Linked DNA regions of Mus musculus: region 2 is linked to region 1. A link is a contact called in public HiChIP or PLAC-seq data. All regions are on one chromosome and are shown on one strand. The core of a region is the stretch at or near the end of the contact, and the rest is flanking DNA. Distances in the headings are between cores, read along the strand shown. Region 1 overlaps Sppl3 (signal peptide peptidase 3). Region 2 overlaps Pxn (paxillin).

Region 1 (2,988 bases), core at 319-2,818:
TAGGTCTCTGCTCAGGAAAACCTTTGAATCTAAAGAGTAAGTTGAGTTCTGTTCATAGAGTGAGGATGTTTTGAGGCCAGCCTGGTCTACGAAGTAAGTTCCAGGACAGCCAGGGGTATACAGAGAAACCCTGTCTCGAAAAACCATAAATAGATAGATAGATAGATAGATAGATAGATAGATAGATAGATAGATAGATAAAAGAGTGAGGATGTAGCTGAATTTAGAACACTTGACTTGCCAACCATGTATAATACCCTGATTTTGAGGGTTTATTAAATTATTCATTTTGGCTTATGTATGTGATGCCTGTGCATGTTTGTGTGGGTGTGCATAACGGTAGCGTCCTCCTCAACAGCCCTCCAAACCTTACTTTGTGAAATGATGTCCCTCACTGAGCCTGGGGTTCACTGGGTCAAGTAGGCTGACTGACGTCAGCACTAAGGATCCTCCTGTGTGCAACCAGCACTGGGTTCTACACTGTGCCGCTGCATCTGGCTGTGCTCTGGGCCTCCTGCTTGTGTGCTGTGCTGACTGAGGCATCTTCCCTACCTTAGCTGAATACCATTCTATTCCTTTCTTACAAAAAGCACAAACCCTAAATAAAGCCTTACTAAGACATTGAGAGTGTGTTGAACAACTTCCTGCTATCGTGTCATGATAGACTCTTGTACATGGCATGAAGTGTGGTATTTGACACTAATTAGTTGACTTGAACTCCGTCCAGCTCAGCATACCACCACGGTGTCATGTAAAAGGCTGCTGACTTGATAACCTGTCTGGAATATGGCAGCATGTGTACAGCTCATCTAAAGCAGACATCAGATGGGAGGAGAGGCTGCAGTAGCTGAGTTTATGTGGTGCTCTGAAACCTATCCTTAGCACACTAGTGCATGAAAAACTGTGTGCACTGTGTTAGTCCTTCTTTAAAGATGGCGCAGTGGAGCTTGGCATGGTGGTGCACGCTTTTAATCCCAGCACTTGGGAGGCAGAGGAAGGCAGATTTCTGAGTTCAAGGCCAACCTGGGCTATAGAGTGAGTCCCAGGACAGCCAAGGCTACACAAAGAAACCCGGTCTCAAAAAAAAAAAAACAAAAAAAGAAAAAAAGAAAAAGAAAAAAAAGAAGAAGATGGCTCAGTGGGAAAGACCCCTTGCTATGAAAACAGAAGGATCTGAGTTCACATCTCCCACACACATGTAGAACTGCATGTGGCTACAGTAACACTAGGGTTAGGTGATGGAAAAATACAGATTCAGCCAGCTTAGCCCAGACAGTCTGATCCAGTAATAGATCCTGTCTCAAAAATGCCTCCACAGATGCTCACATGGGTGTATATTCCTGCATACAGCGTACACCCCCCCCCCACACACACACACACGGAGGTGGGGGAGGCCGGGAGAGCTATAGTAAATGTATTTATTCATAGAGGATAAAGGTTCTAGGGCCTCTTGCTTTGTATCATCGTCGCCGCCGCCATCATCATCATTTTGCATATTTTGTATTGTGATTACCCCTCAGTTACTTTTCCTTGTTTAGGAAGTAGGTAAAGGTCAGGCAGCTGCGGTGAGATGGTGACTCAGCAGCTCTGAGCTGCTTAGACAGCAGAGAACTTTAAGATATCAGCAGGATGGGCTTTATCCAGACTCCTCTCCTTGGCCTGTGGGTTTGGTCTTCACATGTAGATGGTGCCTTCACTGGTCCTTCTCTCCTGACCGTGCAGACGGAAGGTCCATCTGTCTCTCCCTTTCCCTTGCCCACATCTGCTTATCTATTTCCCTCAATAGCATTTTAAGCTAGGTGTGGTAGTGCACACCTTCGGTCCTAGCACTTTCAGTGCAGAGGCAGGTGTACCTGGGAGTTCAACACCAGCTTGCTAGACCAGGCTAAAGCCTGCACAGTGATACCCTAAGAGGAGTAGAAGAAAGAACTATCTTACCTATAATACCTCTTTAAAAACTGTTTGCAAATACACTTACATGTTCAGGTCCTGTGGTTAAAACTGCAGATAGGAATCTTGTGAGTATACCATTCAGTCCCACATAGGTAGAGAGTGATATTACTGTCAGAGCACAATACACTCAATGATTTTGAAGAGGGATAGGATAAAATAACAAACAAACACACAGGGTTTCTTTGCTGTCTAGCCCAGGCTGTCCTCAGACTGGCCATTTCCTGTGTCTTCATCGTGAATGCTGACTGTGTGCATCACTGGTTGCATATTCATTCCCCTCTGGAAGCTTGACCTACTGCTGCTTCTCTTGAGTCATAGTTGGTATCAGTAGAAATGAAAACATTGGTCTAGGTCTTTTTTTTAAGACAGGATCTCACCACATAACCCTGGCTGGTTCACACTTTTGATGCAAACTTGGGGAATTCTCTTGCCTCGGCCTCCAGCTGCAGGGATTTTGGATACGTGCTTGCCTCTTTCTGTTGATCATTTTTTACTTCCGTCTTGTTTATGCATTTGTATGTGAGTAATTCTGTTTGTGGCAAATGTGGAAGACCTCTTAGTAGAGTTGATTGTCTCCCTTCATATTTGTGTGGATAAGACTCATAAGCTTTTGACCTGCTAAGCGTTCTCATAGCCCACATTGCTCATTTAAACATTCATTTCAGTAACCCAAATGTGCTCTTTGTTAAGCAAATAGCCAGGGTACGGTTTGAATGGAGTGTGTAGTAATAACATCTTGATGTAAAGGCATCATATCATGTTGTAGAGCAGAAATAAGATTAAGGTGGTGAGACAGGGCTGGGGTGATGGCGGGGGGTCATCTCTGCAGACAGAATAGACTGATCAATGGCTAGCCAAGCACTGGGCTGTCTGCAGAGTTAATAAGTTACCAGGTAAGTTAGGATAAAATTCCACAATTCACAGCCATCCTGGTACCTAAGACAGAAGTCTTCCCACAAAGGCAGTATTTAAACAGCTGAAGTCTGCTGTCAGCTGTGCAAGTGTACAGGCTGTGACTAGATCCCAACCCAGGCC
Region 2 (2,763 bases), core at 126-2,625, 450 kb after region 1:
GGGTAGAAATGGTCCACACTCGGTTCCTGCAGCCTTTTGGCGCCTCAGCTGCTCAGGGCGCCTTCTCATCCCGGATGAGCTCTGGGGCAGCAGCCTTGCTTTGGCTTCTCTGGGGCTGGCGAGAAGGAGCTGCCACGGTGCCTGCGCCCCGACACTCCTTGGCTGCCGGCCTGAGCCCTTCTGGTCATCCGCTGCCCAGCTTGGAAAGTTCTCTGCCACAGGAGTGGCTGTGTGGTCTCGTCACCCTCCTGACCGGCAGGCTTGCCCCGTGTTTGGGCTGAGGCAGCCGCTGGACGGCCGGTGGCCGCTCTCTCCTGCCTCACTGCCTCGGATGGCCTTGGTTCTGAGCGGTTCTAGAATTCCTCCTGCCCCTTCTGTGTCTTTAGTTGGTTTGCTGAAGGGGCCAGGCCGGAACAAGCAAGCGTGTCACCTGGAGGTGGTTGTCACCGGCTTCCTGAGGTCACTTGTCATCGGTTTCCAAACATCCTGTTTGTGCCTGTGGAGTAGGACTGTTGGCCAGGAGGCAGGTTATCTGTTCCCTGCCCCACCCACCCTCAGGCCGAGTGTGGGGCCAGGGTGTCAAAGGTCATCCTCTCACTAAGGGGCTCGGTTTGATGCAGCTGGTGGTAGATTGTTGAACATCCTGCTCTCCTGGTTCAGTACACTGGTTCTGTCCTGTCCTGGCTCTGTGTGCTCTCCTTGCCCTACTTTGCCTGCCCGGGACATGTCCCCCTAATGTTCTGGCAGCAGGATGCTAACAGCCCTTCTCAGCTCCCAGAACTGGGGTCGCTAGCCTCTGCCTCCCTCAGTCAGAGCGACTCCACTTCTCCTGCTTATGTGTTGGGCTTCAGAGGGGGTTGGTGGGTGGTCCTTTTGTTTCTCTTTTTGAGAGGGGGTCTTCACGAGTTGCAGGAGGGCCTCACATTAGCTGTGTAGCCAAGGACCGTGAACTTCTGATCCTTCTGCCTCAGTGCTGGGATTACAGACTTGAAGCGCTTATGTTGTGTCTGTTCTTGGCGGTGCTGAGAATCGAACCCAGGGCCTCACGGCACTAAGCTGGTGCTGGGATACATTGGGTGTCGTTTGTTACTTTTCTTCTCCCTCCTCCTCCTCCTCCTTCTCTTCCTCTTCCTCCTCCTCCTCCTCCCCCTGCCAGCTACAGGGTTTCTCTGTGCAACCCTGGCTGTCCTGAAACTCACTCTGTAGACCAGGCTGGCTTCGAACTCACAGAAATTCTCCTGTCTCTGCCTCCCGAGTGTTGGGATTAAAGCCATGCACCACCACCTCCCGGCTTGGGGATTGTGTTTTAACCTGCGGGCCCACACTGCCCCTCTCGGCTGTCACAGTGTGACCTCTTGCCACACTGGACTTTGATTCCTGCTTGTCATGAGGGGGATGGCCGCCGTTGTGGGAGGACATTCTGGGGCGCATGCATGTGTATATTTTGTGCACGTGAAAGTGAAAGTCATCTGTGGGTCGATTGGGGCTTGCCCGGCAGTGCTGCCATTGAGACAGGGGTCCTGCCAGTCGTGGGAGGGAGAAGGAGTGGCTCTGAACCAGGTTATGACCATAGGAGCGAGCAGGACACCAGAAAGTCAAGTGTGAGCAACTGGGCCTGGGGGTGGTGCTGGGGGAGGAGTTTTCTGCCGCCCGCCCAGTCTTCCTCCCTCCATGCTTGGTGAGGAGGGCACTCTGTTTCCTTGTCAGTTCTTGAGTTCCTGGCTTCTACTCTCTGACTTTTTGCTTCCTTCTCTTTCTCTTTCATCTCTGTGACTTCTTGCTTCCTCTGTTGGAGTCCTGCTATTGGCTGACACACCGTAAAATGGTTACTTTTTCTGGTTGACACCCTTTCATAATTACAATGTGTCTCTTTACCCGGGAGCCTCCGCTTGTGTGTGACTAACAGAAGCGCCTTAAGCTTCCTGTCCTTTCCCTTCCTGGTCTCCCCCCCCCCCCGCCCCCCCTCCATACACACACACTTCTTTCCTGCTCCTCAGTTGAATAAAGTAGTTGCCTGGAGCACCTGCAGTGGTGACCTCAGCCCGGACGCCTGGCTCTGCAGATGGCCAGAATGTGTAGAATGTGATCCACAGCCTGGAGAGGACAGCGGGTCAGGGCCTCGGGTGCAGATCCTCATCTGGAAACAATCCCACATCTTACAGCCTTTCTCACAGGAAGTTTCCTTTGTTGTGGTAGGCCTTTCCAAGCTGGTCCGTGAACTTGAGAGAATCTCTGAGTGAGTCGGCCCATGCCTCCTCTTGTTTTTGTTTTGTTTTTTTTTTTTTTTTCTTTTTCTTTTTTCCATAAAGACATTCTCATTGGGTGAACCATCACTCCTGTTCCAAGCTGTCTCTCACAATGTGGCTGTAGTATGGCTCCCTGAGTGACCTGTTCCTGGGCCACAGCGAATGACTGCAGGTCAGGAGCAGGCAGCGACAAAGTTCAGAGCTCCCTCCAGCTGCCTCAGAGGACCGCTTTAGCTTTTTCTTTTGGAAGACAGGGTCTCCCAGTGTTGCTCAGTCTGGTCTTACAGTCCCAGGCGCAAGGGACCCCTCTGTGTCAGTCTCTCAAGTGCCAAGGGGTGGCCACAGGTCCTGTCATGTACACTCTGACACATTTGCAGGAGGAGCAGTGTCCTCTTAAAAATGATTTGGGGATTTCTACCCCACCTCAGATCATTTGGTTCCCAAACAAAAGACACAAACCTGTATAGTTATGTGTAATAAGCCTTAAAGCACTAGAGCCGGGTAGATATCAGCCCTC

The links. HiChIP or PLAC-seq counts read pairs in DNA pulled down with a chosen protein or histone mark.
Region 2: a contact with region 1 is called in an H3K27ac HiChIP or PLAC-seq map of microglia, with 4 times the contacts expected there. The contact joins two enhancer-like sites. A contact is called at or near these places in 2 of 115 datasets of contacts at active chromatin or transcription factors (microglia and pancreatic cancer cells).

The regions. Positions count from the first base shown.
Region 1 is chr5:115,067,578-115,070,565 of GRCm38.p6, forward strand. The region is part of intron 2 of Sppl3 (signal peptide peptidase 3); the gene reads left to right. Among named protein-coding and RNA genes, the nearest start is that of Rpl37rt, 39 kb to the right of the region's middle. Within about 2 kb of position 1,569, at least 73 of the 459 cell types and tissues checked have an H3K27ac peak or open chromatin away from gene starts, as enhancers often do. A contact at or near this core is called in microglia and pancreatic cancer cells, where this site is marked.
Region 2 is chr5:115,520,251-115,523,013 of GRCm38.p6, forward strand. All of the region lies in intron 1 of Pxn (paxillin), which reads left to right. Among named protein-coding and RNA genes, the nearest start is that of Gm13840, 11 kb to the left of the region's middle. Within about 2 kb of position 1,376, at least 178 of the 459 cell types and tissues checked have an H3K27ac peak or open chromatin away from gene starts, as enhancers often do. A contact at or near this core is called in microglia and pancreatic cancer cells, where this site is marked.